Regions from separate parts of the Mus musculus genome. Here regions 2, 3, 4 and 5 are each linked to region 1. The links are chromatin contacts, called in public Hi-C, HiChIP or PLAC-seq and Micro-C maps. All regions are on one chromosome and are shown on one strand. Each heading gives the region's core, a stretch centred on a gene start, on an enhancer-like site or on the middle of the called end of the contact. The rest is flanking DNA. Distances are from core to core; before and after follow the strand shown.

Evidence for each region. Hi-C and Micro-C count contacts between places; a contact is called where the count stands out from the background. HiChIP or PLAC-seq counts read pairs in DNA pulled down with a chosen protein or histone mark.
Region 2: a Hi-C map of B cells shows a contact between it and region 1, with 6 read pairs. The contact joins the enhancer-like site here to the promoter of Sub1 in region 1. A contact is called at or near these places in 4 of 39 promoter capture datasets (liver, pre-B cells and second pharyngeal arch cranial neural crest), 1 of 484 Hi-C or Micro-C datasets (B cells) and 6 of 115 datasets of contacts at active chromatin or transcription factors (the 230-238 cell line, embryonic fibroblasts, kidney and 2 more).
Region 3: a contact with region 1 is called in a Micro-C map of the G1E-ER4 cell line. The contact joins the enhancer-like site here to the promoter of Sub1 in region 1. A contact is called at or near these places in 9 of 39 promoter capture datasets (the 3T3-L1 cell line, 3T3-L1-derived adipocytes, the HPC-7 cell line and 6 more), 7 of 484 Hi-C or Micro-C datasets (CD4 T cells, the G1E-ER4 cell line, brown adipocytes and 3 more) and 2 of 115 datasets of contacts at active chromatin or transcription factors (astrocytes and embryonic hindbrain).
Region 4: a FOXA1 HiChIP or PLAC-seq map of pancreatic cancer cells shows a contact between it and region 1. The contact joins the enhancer-like site here to the promoter of Sub1 in region 1. A contact is called at or near these places in 1 of 39 promoter capture datasets (the C10 cell line), 6 of 484 Hi-C or Micro-C datasets (erythroblasts, erythroid progenitors, nephron progenitors and 2 more), 3 of 115 datasets of contacts at active chromatin or transcription factors (embryonic basal ganglia, microglia and pancreatic cancer cells) and 1 of 9 other capture datasets (liver).
Region 5: a Micro-C map of embryonic stem cells shows a contact between it and region 1, with 2.2 times the contacts expected there. The contact joins the enhancer-like site here to the promoter of Sub1 in region 1. A contact is called at or near these places in 10 of 39 promoter capture datasets (the 3T3-L1 cell line, 3T3-L1-derived adipocytes, the C10 cell line and 7 more), 19 of 484 Hi-C or Micro-C datasets (B cells, the G1E-ER4 cell line, Th1 cells and 13 more), 7 of 115 datasets of contacts at active chromatin or transcription factors (astrocytes, embryonic basal ganglia, embryonic hindbrain and 2 more) and 1 of 9 other capture datasets (embryonic stem cells).

Annotation. Positions count from the first base shown.
Region 1 is chr15:11,994,299-11,998,222 of GRCm38.p6, forward strand. Sub1 (SUB1 homolog, transcriptional regulator) reads right to left here and starts at 1,709. Exons shown (of 5, transcript NM_011294.3): 1 at 1,653-1,709.
Region 2 is chr15:11,531,154-11,535,077 of GRCm38.p6, forward strand. No RefSeq gene overlaps it. Among named protein-coding and RNA genes, the nearest start is that of Tars, 130 kb to the left of the region's middle. Within about 2 kb of position 1,993, at least 61 of the 459 cell types and tissues checked have an H3K27ac peak or open chromatin away from gene starts, as enhancers often do. A contact at or near this core is called in the 230-238 cell line, B cells and memory CD8 T cells, where this site is marked.
Region 3 is chr15:12,364,309-12,368,232 of GRCm38.p6, forward strand. Pdzd2 (PDZ domain containing 2) reads right to left here. Exons shown (of 26, transcript NM_001081064.2): 24 at 3,502-3,772; 25 at 1,320-1,454. Among named protein-coding and RNA genes, the nearest start is that of Golph3, 45 kb to the left of the region's middle. Within about 2 kb of position 2,098, at least 108 of the 459 cell types and tissues checked have an H3K27ac peak or open chromatin away from gene starts, as enhancers often do. A contact at or near this core is called in the G1E-ER4 cell line, astrocytes and cerebellum, where this site is marked.
Region 4 is chr15:12,305,275-12,309,198 of GRCm38.p6, forward strand. No RefSeq gene overlaps it. Among named protein-coding and RNA genes, the nearest start is that of Gm52210, 13 kb to the right of the region's middle. Within about 2 kb of position 1,702, at least 69 of the 459 cell types and tissues checked have an H3K27ac peak or open chromatin away from gene starts, as enhancers often do. A contact at or near this core is called in erythroid progenitors and pancreatic cancer cells, where this site is marked.
Region 5 is chr15:12,273,115-12,277,038 of GRCm38.p6, forward strand. No RefSeq gene overlaps it. Among named protein-coding and RNA genes, the nearest start is that of Gm52210, 46 kb to the right of the region's middle. Within about 2 kb of position 2,192, at least 14 of the 459 cell types and tissues checked have an H3K27ac peak or open chromatin away from gene starts, as enhancers often do. A contact at or near this core is called in embryonic stem cells and neural progenitor cells, where this site is marked.

The DNA.
Region 1 (3,924 bases), core at 459-2,958:
TTTACATGTTCTGTATACACTAGTTTTTACTTTGTGGCCACACTATCAAAACAACAGGCAACAATCGGAGTTCACAATGTTATACACAATTCACAATAATTTTGCACTGATTTTCTACTTAGGGAAATATATAAAATGTGAAGGCTTTATGTGCAAGGCAAAACTCACCAGACAGGCACACAGTGCAGAGCCTGCTGTTTATTTACTGCATAAAACAAAGGGCAGACAACTCGTCTAACCCACATTTCAAGAAGTCCTTAGGCAGGTCCTAACTACTTTTCAAGATACTTACACCAAATGGTAAAACCAGGTAGCAAAAGCTATTTACCAAACTATCTTCTGCTCTCTCCATCTAAATAAACTTACTAACTTCTACATGGCTTAAAGGTCCTAAAAAACACAAGATTCTGTAAATGCTCAAGAAAGATACATCAATTCCTACCTCCTACATCAAAAAAATTATAACCCAGCTCTCTAAAGACCAAACTGGCATTCAATGTGCAAAATAGGAGGTCAAGGCAAAAGTGAGCTACCCAAATCCTGCCCACGACTCTACACAACTGGCCAGTCCGTTAGAGGTAATACCTAAACTCAGGAGGGAGAAGGCTCCTAACCAGTCCCTTCGCTTTTCCTCTTACTGCTCCATTTCACAACCCGACCTCCAAAATCAAGTTTCCCAAGCTAGCTCGGTCACACAACTACACAAAGCCTGTTTTTTGAGAGGGAATTGCACATAAACAAATCTTTCGCTTGCAAACAGCCAGCCATATCTATCTCCCATTACGAAAAGCTGTCTGGGGAACTAAAATTACTTCAAAGAACCACGTCATTATCTAACCTAAATCTACCCAATAAGAAAACAATGTTTGTTACTGGGAACTAAAGCCAGCCCCGTTCCCTACACTTGGACTTTTAACTTTAATGAGGCTTTACTGGGGTGGTTTCTTGGAGGCCGGGGGGCGGGGGGCTTCGTAATTCGAGCAAAAGGTAACTAAAAGGGGTGACCGTAGTTTATAGACCGACCAGTCGGTGCCCGGGGCTGGGGAATACTGAAAACATCCCAGAGTGCGAGGCTCTCGAGGGCGAGCCGGCGCGTGGCACCGTGGGGGTCGCGGCCAGGAAGCTCCCGAAAGCCCCGAGGCGAGGGCTGGGGCTACTGCCGGCCTCAGGAAGGGGGCGTGGGGCGTCGAGAGCGTGCACAAGAGGAGGGCCTTGCGCCAGCGCCATTTTCTCCTCGCCCCGGAGCCCAGCCATGTTTGCCGAGCGCGCCCCCCGCCCCTCGACCCCGCGGGGCCAGCGTCCCCCGAGGGTGGGGAAGGGATGGCTTCCCGAGCACGGTGGTCCGGACAGGGGTGGGCGAGCGCAGCCTCAGGGCAGACCGCTAGCGCCTCCGCCCGGAGCCCCATCACCCAGTCCGAGGGGCGCGCGGCCATCACCCGCCGTTCGCCTGCCTGCCCGCGCCCACCGCCTCGGCTCGGCTCCCCAGAGCGGCCGCCACACGAGGCCCCGCGGGGACGCGGGCAAGAGCGGAGGCCCTTCCCCCGAGCTGCCGTTTTTCTCCCCACCGGCAAGGAGAGCGAAGGGGGCCGCGGTAGCCTGGGGTCGGCCTGGCCGCAGCCCCGAGGAATGGGCCCGGGGTCCCACGCACTCACGCTCCGCTCCGGCCGACCAAAAACCTCTGCCTCGCTCGCTCGCCTACTCCGGACTGACAGAGAGCCGGAAATGACGGCAGCTTAGAGGCCCTGGCTCCGCCCAATGGCACGAAGGCCACGTGAAGGGGGCGTGGCCTCGCCGCCCAACCGCCAGCCGGCCCTTTCCAGGGCCTTAAAGGGGCCGCCACAGATACTGAAGTAAATGCTCCTGAAAGAGGGAGATGGCACCACAGTGAGATGCCACGCAGCTTGGGCCTGATCTGAAGGAGAATGAGATGTCAATGAAACATAAATGACAAGATCCACGGAGCTTTGCGCTTGCAAATAGCTTGTATATGGTACCGCTCTATAAATGCTGTACTGAAATGATGGGAGCTACTCTGAGAAAAAACAATGTGCTGACCCACTTGCCTACAGATGATTTTCCGTTTCTACCTTTAAGATCTGACTCATGCTGCTAAAATCCAAAGGAAGCAAGCCTGCGAGGCGCACTATTTAATTCAGAAAGTCAAAGAAATCTTACAAATGTCCTTAGCCACGAAACCTTTATTCTTAAAATGGAGTTCTGGGGCTCCAAAGTAATTGTGGTTTGAATATAAAATCTCCCTGTGGGCTCATTCATTGGGGATCTGGTTTTCAACTGATGACCTTTTCAGAAGAGCCTGGATCCTGAGAGCTGTGCCTTAATCAGTGAATTAATGCTCTGATAGTCATAATATGACAGCATTATTACGAGGTGGTGAAAAGTAAGGATGTGTCCTTTGGGGGCTACATTTTTCCCTGGCCCCTTTTGTGTTCCCTTTCCGCAGCATCCTCCTCTGCAGGTTACCATGGACTTGGTGTTCCGCCTCACTACCAGCCTAGAATACAGGAGCTAAGTACTGGAGACAGAAACCGGGAGGCATACTGAATCGCCATACCTTTGTCTAAACACGGATCCAAAGTCTCGCGGAGGAAATCCACTCCACCATCACAAATAACCACAAGCAGGTGGCTTAGAATGTGTACTGGATGGTTTCCTCCTGTAGCCAACAACAAACAGAGTTCTGTTCATCACAAAGGTTTACATACAGCATTTGACAGATAGTGATCATCCTAACAGGTTCAAGAGTTGAAATGATCGTTGTCTTCACATTTAACAGCTGCAAAAATTAATAAGTGATTCAAACCTTGTATTGAATGGAACTACTACCTACTAAGGGTAGTAGGGAAGTGCCCCAGCGCATCCCTACTGAATGCGGGAGTCCAACTAGAGCAACACCGTCATCAAAATAAAGTGAGAGAGGAGTCTTTGTGTATGAAGCTCTAAACAAGGGTGTACTGGCTAGTTTTGTGTCAACTTGACACAGCTGGAGTTATCACAGAGAAAGGAGCTTCAGTTGAGGAAATGCCTCCATGAGATCCAACTGTAAGGCATTTTCTCAATTAGTGATCAAGGGGGAAAGGCCCCTTGTGGGTGGGACAATCTCTGGACTGGTAGTCTTGGTTCTATAAGAGAGTAGGCTGAGCAAGCCAGGAGATGCAAGCCAGTAAAGAACATCCCTCCATGGCCTCTGCATCAGCTCCTGCTTCCTGGCCTGCTTGAGTTCCAGCCCTGACTTCCTTTGGTGATGAACAGCAGCAAGGAAGTGTAAGCCGAATAAACCCTTTCCTCCCCAACTTGCTTCTTGGTCATGATGCTTGTGCAGAAATAGAAACCCTGACTAAGACAAATTGGTACCAGCATAGTGGGGTATTCCTGTGACAGCCTGACCATGTTTTGGGGAGGACTTTGGAACTTTGGGCCAGAAGATCCATTCGCTGTTAAGAACTCTGTGAGATGTTGTGTAGGAGCTTGGAAGATAATGTTGAGAACAGTGCAGAAGATGGAGGCCTGGCTTGTGAAATTTCAGAGGGAAAATTAAAGACTCTTTTCAGGGCCATTGCTAGTTTGATTGTGAAGGTTCAGTGGTTCTGGTTAGCTGGGGCTGAAGAATCAGCTGTGATTAACAAAATACCAGAACCACTAGAGTGAAACCTTTGCATTACTGGGACAATTGATGCTGGTTAGCTGGAGCTAAGAAATTAGCGGTGATTAAGAAGAGACCAGCATCAATGATTTGACATCTTCTGGGAAGTGGTTTGTTTTGTTTTGGTTTGGTTTTTTGGTTTTTTTTTGTTTTTGTTTTTTTTTTTTTTTTGTTTTTTTTGTTTTTTTTTTTTTTTTTGAGAGCACAGAGGCTGTGTTCCAGAGATAGCCAATGTTGTACCTTGTGCTGTGGCTGGACTTGGT
Region 2 (3,924 bases), core at 743-3,242, 460 kb before region 1:
ATGAATAGATAGCACTTGCTCTGTGAATCCCATTACCTAACTGGGTAGTATGAATGAATCATCTAGATATTTAGTAGTGAACTATGGACTTGATTCCCCAAAGCAGAGTAGAGGCCACTTCTCAATGTGATTAATCCCTGGACTACTTCACAAATCAGTGTTTGCTTCTCTTCTTCCTGACTTACAAAATTAGTATGGTATAGTTTCCACATTTTTATTTTCTTGGTTAGGTTCTGAGTAACAGAAACGACTTTCAACTTACTGATGGAAAGAAAGAGCAGAAGACAGTTGGAGGGGAAAAAAAACCCTGGAGATTTGGCAAAGTATTTGCCTGTAACTAGCCTATAAATCGCAATGTCTCTCCTCCTGCTGTGTCCCCAAGTCACTGCTCACTTACAGTAGGTTAGAAGTCCTGAGCCAGACATCTGGACTGGCCAAGCCCTCAGTGCTGGCTCTTGCTAGAGACCTTTCTTTCTATTCAGATTTTCGGTTCTATTTTTCTCCATAAGGAGGACAGACGTGTCTACAGAAGAGCTTCTTATGTTTTCCTGTTAATGCAGTATGTGGAAAAGAATTGATCCTTAATAGGATGGTACGGGAGAGTCAATACTCTGCCCAAATGACTTCTCTCGTTCCGTCAAAGCACAGCTTTTATAAAGCTTAATCTTATTTAGCATATGTTTTCATTTCTCCAAGCAAAGCATAATACCAAGAATTTTTTTCTGCATATATTTTTTCTTAAATTTTCTCCATAAATAAAGCTTTAACTGAAGTGATTTTCTTAACGTAATAAATACTAGATGTGGTTAGTTCACTGTGAAGCCACAGAAACATAGTATTTACGTGATCAGCACTATAGTGGCAGTATCCCAGGTTCACTCAGATTGTATGATTCTCTATAGAGTAATGTAAATGGTCTTCCAGGCTCAGTCAAAAAAGAGCCCTACAGAGAAATCATGATGGATTTAGTTTACAGCAAAATTGGATCCTTTCGTAAATTGCAATTAAAGAATGACTTACTAGATTAGTAAAGAAGATTGAAAAATAGATACAGTACCCAGTAAGTATCCTCTTCGTGTTAACCCCTACACCCAGAGTATTTGAATGTCCTTTTAAAGTCTAGATTTTTTTCTGTCATTTTAAAGCATGTTTAGTTATAAACCATTCTGTTATCTGAAAGACAATTGTGTACATGTTGAAAGACTGATAGTCAAACCATGAACCACGGTTGAATGTTGTACCTAATAGAACAAGTTAGCCTGTTCCCGTTAGTAATTGTCATCTTAAAGCATCAGTGTTTCAAATTAAAATGTCCAGGTTAAACGGAATCAGATGGCCTGGGGATAACTTTCAGAACACCTTTTCATGAACTGGAACCAGAATATGCTATGCCAAGCAGAGGTGATAGAGTGAATACAGGAGCTTTCTTTGGCTCATAGCAGGACTCGGACAGCCAGGTGCCTTAACGTTCTCCAGGCATAGAGGCATGAAAAAAAGCCTTATGTAAATGTCAGGTGCCAGGCCGGTGATGATGTCGTATTAAAAATCGCCAGTAGGTGGTAACACAAATCCAGGCTCCTTGTAAAATAAGCTTACATGTTATTTTTGGTAGGACCGTACACTGGGTTGAACAGCTAATGAGATCCAGAGCTGTTTATTGGTTACTGCTGAGGATCCCGATGAAGTAGTTCAGTCATGCCGAGATGCTGCTTGGGTGGTACTGGAAACCGACCTAGCATCAGTGCTCATTCTGTCCCACAGTATTCCATGAGCTGGAATTTGTCTTTCCCTTTGTCTGCATAGAAGTTGCTTTGCGTGGAAATCAGTGGGAGCGGTCCCCCCCTTTCCTTATCGGGAGGAAGGGGGTGCATGTTGGTACATCTGCATTAGGTCCCAGGAAGATAAGAAGAAGTAGTCTTTGTGAAAGGGCCTCAGCCAGCTTGCAGAAGGCTGTACTGGGAAGATGAAAGATTCATAAGCTGTGCAGGTGCGGGGAGAGGAAACAGCACTTCCGCCCAGCGATTCTCAGAACTGTTGGGAGCTGTTTACTTCCTATTTTGATACCTAGAGCAACAAGAAACAAGCTCTCCACCAGCATCTCCGTGGCCTTGTCCTGAGTTTGTTATCCGTGCTTTCTGTCAGGAAGCAATTATGATAAGACTCTTGGCACTGCTCTGCAATTCCCATTTCATGTGTAGGCTTTGATTGATCGTGTTGTTCTGATGGCTTATCCTGGGATTGATTTATTTACAAGGTTCAAAGAACCTCCATTCTTTATGAGATTGCTTCCACTTTTAAGGGGGAGAGGCCACTATTCACATCCTAAGCTAAAGGCATTTTCCAGACTTGAAGTTCAAGAACCAAAAGGGATGGAGTGACTTTGTGTCTCGGCGTTGATCACATCTAGACGTATCACCTCTGTGTACACTTGACATCTAATTTATTGTCTCAGAATGGCTCTGTTTTTCTCTCCTGGGAAAGTAGAAGTCCTTAAAGAAAAGTCTGGAACAGAGAAATAGTTTTAAGAGCCGAGCTTCTCCATTGAGTTTCTAAACTTTGTCACCCTTTAAGGGCATCCTTTCTTTTCTTCACTGGGAAACCACTTCCCCTTCTAGAGACCTCACTTTGCAAGGGCCCCTGGGGAGATACCATGTTTATTTTGAATCATTGGTTTGGTGTTGGACTGGGTCTGCACTTGGGCTCTGCCTGCTTTGGACTGGGATCTTGATTTATTTGGCCCCATTTCAAAAATTGTCAACACTCCATGCATTTAGGTAGTGATTATTTCTACAAAAATATGAAGTAATAACCACAATTTTATGAGATGAAAACAGTTTTTTAACCTCACTCCTTCTCAGTGGACAACAACAATGTTCACATGTAAGGGACAATCAGTAGTAAATACTTTTATTATCTCCATGCTACTTCTAATGAAACTGGAAGTGGATGCATGGTATTTGTCTGTGTCTTCAGATGCTGTAAACACAACAAATGCTTTTCTGAATAGAAATAAAAGGAGTACAGTTTGCCTTGCTTAGATATAAGGCTCAAGTTATCCAAAGCCAGTTATTATCACTCATCAGGGAATTTTGCTGTTTTGTTTTGTTTTTATTTTTATCCTTTTATACTTGACCAATAATTGGGGAACCAGGATAGTAGAATACTATGACTTGGTTTCCCTAAAAAGAAAAGAAATTTGACCACTGTAAAATCCAGAGCTGCATTGGTTTCTGGGAAATACCATCACAAATTCTGAGGACTCTCCTGTGTTTCGGGGATTTTTTTTTTTTTTTTTTTTTAATGACTGGCAGGCTCCCTGCGCTACTGCTGACCACTCTGTCCCAGCACAGTCTTGCCGGAACTCCCAAGTTCCCTTCACTGCCACCCCAGCCCCACACAATGATGGCCTTCCGCCCCTAGGTCAGTCGCCACAACTCTCTGCCCCAGTTTGCTTGTCTCTGGCTCTGCTAGCTCCTTCTCAGTCATAAACCTCTGTAATCGTCGGTCCCACATTCCAGTAGCTAAGCAAATAAAAACTCTTGAAGCTTATAATTAACCAATCAGATTTATGTATCAATAAATTCTCAATTCACAAGATGCCAATGCGATAATTTCAGAACCAATTGATAATGATAAAAGCGGTCCGCCTAGATCAGACAAATTATCTCAATTATTCTAACCTTTATGATATCATAACTACCTGTGGCTGCTTAAAGCCATGCTGGTTCAGGTTCTTCTTCCTGTTCTTTCACCTCCATCTTGCCTTCTCCTCTGTCTCTGTAGCTCTTAGCTCCACCTCCCTTCCCTGTCCAATCACAGGCCTCCTGCTGCACAAATATTTTAACATAATTGGACAGGGAAAATCCCGTCACACTCCCTTGATAAAGCAGTTGAGGCACACCTGGTTACACAAACAAATTGGGA
Region 3 (3,924 bases), core at 848-3,347, 370 kb after region 1:
TCCCTATTTTATTTTTTTTTAAAGCACAGCTCATATTAACATTGTGTCTGGAGTGGAAAGATGTTTCAGAGTAGCTATATAATTACAGAAAGAGATCACGAGTTCAGAAACATGATCATACCAGATCAAGGAGGCAATAGCAGTTGGATCTCTATGAGTTCCAGTCCAAGCAGGGGCTACATGGTGAGACCCTGCCTGAAAATGCACACATACACACACACACCACACACACACAATTAGTCTTAAGAGAACAACCAATCTTATGTTTTGATACCTTACTTATTACATCCTCTAACAACAAATGAGTTTTGGGGGGCTGGAGAGATGGCTCAGCAGTTAAGAACCCTGGGCTCAATTCCTCGTACCCACATGTCAGCTTATCCAGGGGATCTAACATCCTCATACAGGCAAAACACCATTGCATTCTAAGCAAACAAATACACCTGACCTCCGTGTGGATTTCAGATCTATTTCTAAGTATTTATGTGCTGATATCAGCCATGATATCAGGAATGAGCAAACATTAATCCCCGTTTGCTTAAGCATCTGAACACTGTAAAGGCTTCCCGGTGGTGGTGGTGGTGGTGGTGGTGGTGGTGGTGGTGGTGGTGGTGGTGGTGGTGATGGTGGTGGTGGTGGTGGTGGTGGTGGTGGTGGTGGTGGTGGTGGTGGTGGTGATGGTGGTGGTGGTGGTGGTGGTGGTGGTGGTGGTGGTGGTGGTGGTGGTGGTGGTGATGGTGGTGGTGGTGGTGGTGGTGGTGGTGGTGGTGGTGGTGGTGGTGGGATAGCTCGGTGGATGAATAGATGTGTGAGGACTGGAGTTTTGCTCTCCAGAACCCACGTGTGCAAAACACCTGTAATCAATCCCAACACTCTAAAGTGAATGAAGGGCATCCAACTGGCAAGCCCAGGAATTCTGCCATGGAAATAAAGTGGTGAGCAATCAAGGAAGATACTTGATATCAACGTTGGGCTTTCACATGTGTATGCATGTGAACATGCATGTACATATGCATACCATATCAAAAAAGTCATCTAGCCCAAACAATTTCCCAAGATCATAAAAACGAAAACTTCAGGTTCATGAAGAAACCATTCAACACCATTTCCCCCCCTTTCCTTGCAATCTAGCCTATGAGATCACTGGACTCCGGGGTGATAGTGAGCACTCCTGCCGGGATAGCTGACCATACTGCTCCTCTTGGAACTTACCCGGGCCTTGGCAACTCAAGAGTATGCAGCCACAAAAGCCTGCAGATTTTGGAAATCCAGCTAGTGCTCATACAGGAGGGATGTGTTTTCGTGGCGCTGTACTTTACCTTGGTACACCCTTTTAATTACCAGCGGCCCATCTCCGGCTATGGATGATTTTCCTCCGTCCAGACTCAACCCCAGCCCAGCAGAGGTTTTCAGCACTTCCACACACAGAGCGTCGTGAGCAGCTCCGTTTCTCCCTGCGGCAAGGATGTATGTTTGTCATGATAAAACAACAACAAAAAACAAAAACCACGATGGGCTGTCTGTCAAGTGTGCCTCAAATGCCACCTGTCCAGTGTGCCTCCATTGCACTGCCTCTGCCACCCTGGACTCTGGTCCAAGCCTTATCTACTGGCAAGTGTTTATAACCTTTGATCCCAACATCAGGGTTGACCTCCCAGAGAGAAGGGAGCCTGGCTGTGTCCTACCGGGCTCAACGCTTGCTTTCAGTACATTCCTGTAAGTGTGGAGCATTCTCTCTCCCCCAGGCTGAGGTGCCAGGAGACAAACTGCCCTTGTCAAGCCTTGCATTCTGGTAGCACACATCCTGGTGAGGATGGAAGTCACACTCAGTGAATCAAATTCGATTTCCTGCCAACCCTGGCTACCATAGCAACAGAATGTCACCATCTGCTATTTGAAAGCCAAGGCACTGAAGTTCGTGGGTCATGAGAGACTGTCATAATTGATTGGGAAGCTCCCTGGCACCCAGTGGGGCTTCCTTCCTTCCTTGTCCTATGCCTTTTGTGCTTCTGAGAGGAAACCCTGAATCCCTGGGGCATGGTTGCCTCCCTCACACTGGCATCCTTCACTGGCATCTGGCTCTTGTGTGGGGAGAGCGTTTCCATGGTGATATTGGCTCTATGGCTTGTTTAGAAAGGCCAGGCTGGGGACTGAATAGGAATTGCACACTTGCCTTTTAGCTCCCTTAAGCCTGTACTATGGAGTTGAATGGAAAGGTGTACTTAGCTGCTTGGAAGGCAGGAAAGGAACCATGAATGAATGAAACTGCCTACCTAATACAATCCTTAGGATTACAGTTGAACCAATATCACTACCAGATCCTTACTACAGTTTAAAGCCAATCCGAATGATCTGAAAGACATTTGCTACTATTGGGAGTGGTATGATTGTTTTTAGTAGGTGTCTTGCTGCTGTTACAAAGGGGAAAGGAAGCATTCACAGTGGTTAACAACTTGGGCTCTCGGGGCTGGTGAGATGGCTCAGTGGGTAAGAGCACTGACTGCCCTTCCGAAGGTCCTGAGTTCAAATCCCCAATAACCACATGGTGGTTCACAACCACCTGTAATGAGACCTGATGCCCTTTTCTGGAGTGTCTGAAGTCAGCTACAGTGTACTTACATATAATAAATAAGTAAATCTTTAAAAAAAAAAAAAGCCGGGCGTGGTGGCGCACGCCTTTAATCCCAGCACTTGGGAGGCAGTGGCAGGTGGATTTCTGAGTTTGAGGCCAGCCTGGTCTACAAAGTGAGTTCCAGGACAGCCAGGGCTACACAGAGAAACCCTGTCTTGAAAAACCAAAAAACCAAAAACCAAAAAACAAACAACTTAGGCTCTCTCCTGTAATCACCCGACAGCATTGCTAGACATATCTATGTCTGCTTCAGTTGAGCGGTTGAGCGGGGAACTTTCTTGTCATCGGGGTTTTAAACAGTTTTTTTGGGAGTCTCTACTGCCATTAGGCTCACATCAGACACCTGTCTGCAGCCTGGCAAAGTGCAACTGCAGAAGGCTATCTCCCTTATGGAGAGCTCAGGCCACTGGGCAGAGGCATTCAGCCACCCCGGACTGTGCAAAGGCCCTCCTGCCTGGAACTGTGGGCTACCTGTGAGTGGAAGGGGCTGCAGAGGGAGCCTGCAGGGCTCATCGGAAAGCTGTAGGAGCCTGGCCTTGGGACAGAACAGTACTTAGTGTGGTGTTCACAGGGGAGTCCATCCCGAGCTCCTTCTAAGCTCTTGGCACAGAAAGTCTGCAGTCTCTATTTGCAAACACAAAACCCACGTTTATCCCTTCATTTTCTTATAGTCTGTTAAAACAGGAAACAGAAATCTTGATGTTTCTCAAGGACACGCCTTGTTTAGAAGCCTTTCACATCGAGTCCCATTACAAAAGCTATCTCATTCACTAGCCTTTTTTTATCTTGCTAGTACAAAGTAATCCAGGGTACAGTCCTTATCAACCAGTGGCTCACGCCCCTCGCCCCTATCAGTGGATAAAACTCACCAGCTCCTGGCTCCAGCGGCAAGGTCCTTCTGGGGAATGGGGCCTTCCCATTGGCTGAGGGAGGCTCCTGCCGGAAGGAGGGCCTGGGCTGGTCATTCCCTTTCTTGATAATCATGAGGACGTGTTTGTGCAGCTCTGCCTGGTGCAGAACCTTTGTGACCTCGCTGTGGGATAAGCCAGCTAAGGAGGTGCCATTTACGGAGAGAAGGAAGTCCCCTTGGCTCACAGTCCCTTCCTGAGAAGCCACACCCTGAGAAAACACCCTGTGGACCTAGGACAGAAAAGAGGACAAATTCATTCATGACTCTGGTAACTGTTAGAGAAGAAAGTAACTGCAGATCTATGGCCAAGGAACTTCTTCATGGCAAGCTTCCTAGTCAGAAAGCTCTGGCACTGTCAGTGTTCAGTGTGCAGGACGAATTA
Region 4 (3,924 bases), core at 452-2,951, 310 kb after region 1:
GCCAGCCTGAACTATACCAGACCCAAACTAAGCACCCCTCCAAACACAACATTTTTCCAGAACTTTCCTGTAGTTAAGTGAACGTAGTCTCAGATCCAGCTTTGAGGAGGTTGAAAACTTTTTCTCCTCTCGCCTTGATTTAATTATTTGTTTGTCTTAGTTTTTTCAAGACGGGCTTTCTCTGTGTAGCCCTGGAACTTGCTCTGCAGGCCAGGCTGACGTCGAACTCAGAGATCTGCCTGCCTCTGCCTCCTGAATTGATTCACTTCCTTCTAGTCCTTTTGCCCATTTTGCATGCCTGAGGAGCAAACCCTTCCTTTGCCTTGTGCACAGAGCAAGCACTCCACGCAGAGCTATATCTCTAGCACCAACCGCCAATCTCTGGTAAGTCCTTCAGCGCTCAGTTCCTCCTGACTCAGTGGTCATACGGACCCCACAGGGCAGTGGAGAGATAACCCAGGGCTAAAGGCTCCTTTTCAAGATAGTTTACATACATGGCCAGTTGCCTGAAAGCTCGGTGAGAGCTACGGCACACAGACCCCATTCCCTGTCTACATGAGTGAGAGTGATGTCGCACGAATCCCACTCCCTGTCTACATGAGCTTCCCACAGGGCACTAGCCTTACAACTTGTTGTCTGTCATTCTAGAGTCAGCATCTCAAGAGAACAAAGCAGACTGGTGTGTTTTGATGGTCTAACCCCACACGTTGTGTAGCCAATTTTCATCAAAGCTTGAGGCAGTCTCAGGAGCTGCTATGGCTTAAAAAAATGGGAAATTGACATCACCCCTTGATGTGGGAAGGAAATAATGGAGTGAAAGAATCTACATATATAGACTTTGTCACAAGTCTTTGATTTTGAGAAATAGCAAAGACAGATTTGGATAATAGGTTTCAAGCTGAATACAGGCAAACACAGTTTGTCTCTCTACCTTTGCAGGCTTTGAATCTGCAAATTTAGCCATTGTTCAACTAAAGAGCACGAGAAAGAAATGAAATTCTTGTCATCATTCCCTAACAATACATTAGGGCAGGTTTTTACATAGTGTTGACATTTTATTAGTAAGCAGAAGACTGGGGGAGGGGAGGGTGACTCAGCAGGGAAAAACTGGCTGCCCAACCCTGACAACCTGAGTTATATCTCTAGACCTCATGATGGTCTAGAGCTGCCTCTCCAAAATTATCCTCTGACCTCTACACATATACCATAGCATGTACACAAAGAGAGAGAAAGAGGGGGACAAACAGACACAGAGAAAGACAGAGACAGTGAGGGGGATACAGAGACAGACAGACAGACAGACAGACAGTGGTCCCAGGACTGTACCCTGCAAAGAGGAGTCCTGCCCTGTGGCGGGCATGCATGGGGAGAGACAGAACTGGAGAGGACACAGCAGGGAACTAGTGAGAAATCCCATGTCAGCTCAGGACAGTGGCCACGGGAAGTTGGCAGATGTCATTTGTTACTGCCACAGCACATTTATAGAAATGAGGCTAAATAAAGTATGGTGACAGTTGGAGATGTTTGCATTGCTGCAGGGTAAGCAGAAGTAGCTGTAAGTGAACACGTGGATTAAATTTGACCAGGAAGACAATTGTCAGGAAGAGAAAACAGGAGCCAACACCTCATTCAAAAGGCAGATAGATCCACAGAGGCAGGAAGTAGAAGAGGGTGTGCCGGGGCGGGTGGGGGAAACATCTGCTAGTGGACATGCATTCGGGGAGAAGGGGAATGACGAAGCTGGACTAAATTGTTGGGGTGGTGGCTTACAATTCTGTGAATATGCTGAAAGCCACTTGGACCATTTGGATGAACTATGCGGTGCGTGGATTATGTCTCAGTGGAGCCGACATTTCAAAAGACATACGTAAGGCTGAATACAAATACACACCCATACAAATTTTAAAAAAAAAATCTGCTTCATAGAACAAATAACACATGACCCCAGTGTTAATCTACCTCCCTATGCTAATTCCCACATCCTGTGACTTCTGTTGATTCTTCTGTGTCTTTCTGTGCCTTGCCCAGCCTGACGTCAGGGAGGGACCTGACCTAGCAGAGAGAATGAGGAAAAGACAACCATATAAACACACAGGAAAGCTGCAATCGGGTGGACTGGGCTCTCTAAGATGAAGAAACCTCAGGAGTCCACAGTCTCTGTGTGCTTCTTATACAAGGTGAACAGGGATCTGAGGAGACTTCATACAGGTGAATAAAGAAGGAGGCAGGGTTAGCTAGCCTCGGTAGGAGCAATCTCTGTTGCAGAGCAGCATTCAGGCCTTAGAACCACAGGGCTGAGAGGTGAGGGGGTAGGGAGAAAGCTGCCGTGGACATTTTCTGCACACACTAGCAACGTTTGCTGTTGGAGCAGGAAGGAAGGCCTTGCCTTTCTTCTGGGTCTGGGGTCGGTGACATGGCTGTGGCCTTGTTACCAACACACTTCAAATAACCATCACAGGTGTGCCCCATGATCTGTCTCAGCTCATTCCAGGTCCAGTTAGGGTGAAAATCAAGATTAAACATCATAAATAGTTAAAAAAAAACTCACCTTGAGTAGGCTACCATTATAAGGTCATATTATTGTACTACTTTGTAATATGCCATTTTATTACTCTTTTTTTTGTATCAGTTACATTTATTAAAGATAGTTGCAGCTTTAATCCTGGAATCCCAAGTACCCCTTGACATCCCAGGGCCTGCCAGCTTAAGTGAACAGTGCCCCCTACAACAGTGGGAGGCTCTGAGATTCCGTTCTGTGGTTCCTTTCTCTTACTTGGTATCCCCCTTCATCATAAAAGAAATTCAGATTACCATTTTCCCCCTCCCTGTACTCCTCCCAGTTCCTCCCCACCTCCCCTCCAACCCAGACCCACTCCCCTTCTGCCTTTCTTTAGAAAAGAGCAGGTTTCAAAGAGATAACAATAAATCATAATCACAGAAAGTAGAATAAGATAAAACTGAAAGACATCACATCGAAGTTGGACAAGACAACCCAGAAGAAGAAACGGATTCCCAAGAGAGGGCACAGGAATCAGAGATCCGCACATTCATACACTGGGGATCTCACAAAAACACTAAGCTGAAAGCTATAACATGTACACAGAGGACCTAGCGCAGCCCCATGCCAGCCTTGGCTGGTAGTGTCAGTCTGCGTGCGTTCATATAAGCTTTGTTGGCTTGGTTCAGAGGGCCTCGTTCTCCTGGTGTCCTCTGTCCCCTCTGGGTCTTCCAATCTTTCTGCTTCCTCTGCCATGGGCTTGCCTGAGCTCTGAGGAAAGGGATTTGACAGCGCTATCCCACTTAGAGCTGTGTGTCACAGATCTCTTTTTCCTTTTCTCTCTGCGTAATGTGGCTCCCCGTATTTGCTCCCATCTGCTGCAGGAGAAAGCATCTCTGGTAATTGTCTCCAGCCTCTTACTTCCTCAAACAATGCTGTGGGATTAAACACTTTTGTATGCTATTTCATACATAGGCAGATAAGTCCAGGATATGTTGTCAGCGAAGAGGAACCACTAGAGCAATGTTTTATATTTCTACCTGAAATGAATAACAGTTTTGCTTTCCTCCCTGCCCCCCCTTTTTTTTAAAGAAAATGCCCCCATAAGATCAGGCTGTACTGGTGCTAAGAGATGACTCAGAGTTAAGAGCACTGGCCGCTCTGCTGGAGGACCTGGCTTCAATTCTCAGCACCCACATGGCAGCTAACAACTGTCTGTAAGGCCAAGATCCAACACCTTCACACAGATATACATAAAGGCAAATCTTTTAAAAATAAAATTTAAATACATAAACTAAATCTTTTTAAGAAATTAAAACAAACAAACAAACAAACAAACCAGGCTGTACACAATCCTGAAGAGAATTTTCTTAATTAGTGATGGACTGGGGAGAGCCAAGCTCATTGTGAGTGATGCCTTCCCTGAG
Region 5 (3,924 bases), core at 942-3,441, 280 kb after region 1:
GCTCTTGTTGCCACTCAGACTTATTTTGTAAAGACCGACTGACTTTTATATTATATGCATTTGTGTTTGCCTGCATGTGTGTTAGATATGTACCACATGTGTGCCTGTTACCTGCAGACAAAAAGAGGCCATCAGATCATATGAAACAAGTCACAGGTGGTTGTGAAACCACCATGTGAGTGCTGGGAACTAAACCCAGATCCTCTTTGAGAGCAGCAAGTGTCCTTAACCACTGAGCCGTCTCTCCAGCATCTCTCCCTCAGCCCCCTTCCCAGACTTCTTTCTTAGATATTTGTTATATTCTTGAAAGACACAGCTTTCTTATTCCCCCATCTCTCCGTCTTGTGCAATCTGTGGTCTCTCAGTTTCGTTCCTTTCTTGGTTTTGGCCAAGGGTGTGGAAAGCATTTAATGAAGGGATAAAATGGAGTGTTTCCTGTCCAGAAAGGACAATAGGAGATGGTTCCTGTTGAGAGCTAGCCCCGTGCTTCATGCTTCCTCCTGACCTTCCGTGGGACAGACTATAACCTGACTAAAGCCCATTTTCTGAGCTCCTCTGATCCGTAGTCAAAGAGGGGCTGTTCAGGGCAATGGTTACACCGTTATTATGGTCCATATTTACAGCGCCATCCTTGGGGCAGGACAGATTGGAGCCAAGCATCTGGAATCGCGTGCACATGTACACATAGGCAACACTTAAGGGCTTGTGTGTGCCGCCATTTCCTAAGAGGTTTAACTGAAATGGAGGGCACACCCTGAGCCTGGGCAATAGTAGTCCCTGAGCTGGTGGAGCCTAGGCCAAACAAAATGAGAAAGCCAGCTAAGCACCAGCCATCCCTGCTGTCTGACTGCTCACTCGTGTCCAGCCACCTGATGGGCTTGCTGCCATGGAGGACTGTACCTTCAAATTGTGAGCCAAGATAAACCATCCCTCCCCCCCTTTTGGGGGAGGAGGAGGGGAGGTACTTTGTAATAAATAGCATCGAAGACACTAATTCATAGGTCTATCAGGAATCTCCCAGCAACCCTTGCTAAAGGCCATACACCACCCTGAAAAATACTAGGATAGGGAAAGGAGAAGTGTCCTGTTTGCCTGGATTCCCATTTGCCAGAGAAGTATCCTAGTGTTTACCAGTGAAATTGAAAGCCTGACTGGCCTGGGTAATGCAGCCAGTGTTTTGCATACAATTTACATGTATTTAAATATTCAAGAGGAAAGTATCTTGTTCAATTGGTGGTTTAATGCTTTAACAACAGGCATTGGTAGCCTACTTTGTGGTTTAGATTATAGTCTTGTCTTCAGTAATTAAAGAGTATGAAGTGTATAGTTGTGGAAATTATGAGCCTTTTGGCCACTTATAAAAATAAACTTTATAGTCTTACAAAACAAAAAGCTGTTGCCTTTGAGTCCTAAGTGAAGGTATATTCAAAAACCCCTCTTCACAGCCGGGAGATGGCAGCACACAGCTTTGATCCCACCATTTAGGAGGCAGATCTCTTAAGAGTTTGAGGACAGCCTGGTCTAGCGTTCCAGGATAGCCAAGGCTACACAGAAAAACCCTATTTTGAAAACCACCACCACCACCTCCAACAAAAACCAACACCAACACCCCCCCCCCCCCAAAAAAAACCTTCACAGCAGTGTGAGCATCGTGAGTGCAGTGCTTGCTATACCCCAGCAAAACAGGCACAGTGCATGCCTTTCCTGGGTAGGGAAAGAATGCAGGCATGCCACAGCTTACCCCTCAGGAGCCTGATAGATTTTACAATTGTTTGACCAAGAGGGATGAAAGAGCCTGTGCCCAAACTGATCCAGTTTGTAGGTGAATCTGCTGAGGCTTCCAAGAATTCAGGTGAAGACAGGGCTGGATAAGAAAGGACTCAGTAGGGCTGGAGAGATGGCTCAGCCGTTAAGAGCACTGGCTGCTCTTCTGAAGGTCCTGAGTTCAAATCCCAGCAACAACATGGTGGCTCACAACCATCTGCAATGACATCTGATGTCATCTTCTGAAGATAGACAGCTACAGTGTACTTACATATAATAAATAAATAGGCTGGGCGTGGTGGCGCATGCCTTTAATCATCCCAACACTTGGGAGGCAGAGGCAGGCAAATTTCTGAGCTCTAAACCAGGGCAGCCTTGGACAACCTTGACTGGAGTTGGGGGGAGTGGGCAGGTGTTTCATTGTACTTAAATTTACATCAAAACAACAGAACACAGAGGCTTGTGATGTAACTCAGTGGTAGGATACCCCAGCTAGCACTGCAAGGCTCCTGGATTCAATCTCTGGCAAGTGAAAAGAAAGAGAAAAAGGGAAGTGGGAAAAAGTAACCAAGTGGCCATGGCTGTCTGATGGTCCGTGGTTACTTTGTGACAGTTGGAAAACTAAGCCGGGTTAAAGCTTGTGTTATTTGATAGGCATTTCCTTTGTTTCTTTTGAGACAGGGTCTCACTATGAAGCCCTCCCAGACCTGGAACTCACTATGTAGACCAGGCTGGCCTCAAACTCACAGAGATCTCCCTACCTCTGCCTCCGGAGTTCTGGCATTAAAGGCATGTACCACCATGCCTGGCTATAGGTTTTGTATTCGGGAAGTTTCTAATTTAGGAAGAAGTTTAAATCCTCCTAGAAATAATTGGAGACAAAGGAGGGGAAATACATACAGTAGTATATTGGTCATTTAAGGAAGAAGAGATGCCCCAGCCTTACCAAGCTACCTGACCCCAGAAGGATATGATGGAATTCAGAAAAGAGGAAAGTGGTCGATGTGGGTGGTCATTTGGAAGTTGAGGAAGGAATGTTGTCCCCTCCCCCAGCCCCTTTTCTCTATTCTCTTGGTCTCTCGGCTTATCTTCTGCTGTCTAGACTACAGTTCTCAACCTTTTCCTCCTCTGGTCCCCTCTTGTCATGTCCCCATATACTTTCAGTGATTCGTCTTAACATAGTCACATTTTTTGGCTTGATTTCATGTGTGTGTGTGTGTGTGTGTGTGTGTGTGTGTGTGTGTATCCATTCAAACTCTGAATTGCTATTATTCAAGGTAGAAAGCATTTTGTGCATGTGTCAAGGCTGACATTAAAGATGCTGTTTGATCTCAATCCTCATGGACAGAGGAGCCTTTTCTTAAAGTGTTCTTGGTCTCTCATCTGCCCAGTCTCCAACAGAAATTATTTTTAATATAGCAGTCAGATTTCTGGTGAAGAGAGTTCTCCGCTGGCTCTGTTTGGGGGCCCAGCTGCATGACGGATTCTGTTCCCAATGCAGGTTTCTGCACATCTTTGATTTCATAAACAGACTTTGAGAGCTATCTTTTCATATCACCAAGTCAGCCTTTCTTTTTTAGTTTTTTAAAAAAGATTTTTGAAAAACCAAAAAAAAAAAAAAAAAAGCCGGGCGTGGTGGCAATGCCTTTAATTCCAGCACTTGGGAGGCAGAGGCAGGCAGATTTCTGACTTCGAGGCCAGCGGTGTCTACAAAGTGAGTTCCAGGACAGCCAGGGCTACACAGAGAAACCCTGTCTCGAAAAACAAACAAACAAAAAAAAAACAAAAAACAAAAAAAAAAAAACTAAGAAAGATTTATTTTATGTATATGAGTACACTGTCACTCTCTTCAGAACACCAGAAGAAGACATCAGATCCCATTTCAGATGGTTGTGAGCCACCATGCAGATGCTGGGACTTGAACTCAGGACCTCAGGAAGAGCAGATAGTGCTCTTAACAGCTGAGCTATCTCTCCAGGTCTTTTTTTTTTTTTAAATATTAACTTTTTAAATGTACATTGGTGTTTTGCCTGCACATATGTCTGTGTGAGGGTGTCATATCTTGGAGTTACAGACAGTTGTGAGCTGCCATGTGAGTACTGGGAATTGAACCCAGGTCCTCTGGAAGAGCAGTCAGTGCCCCCAGCCATTGAGCCATCT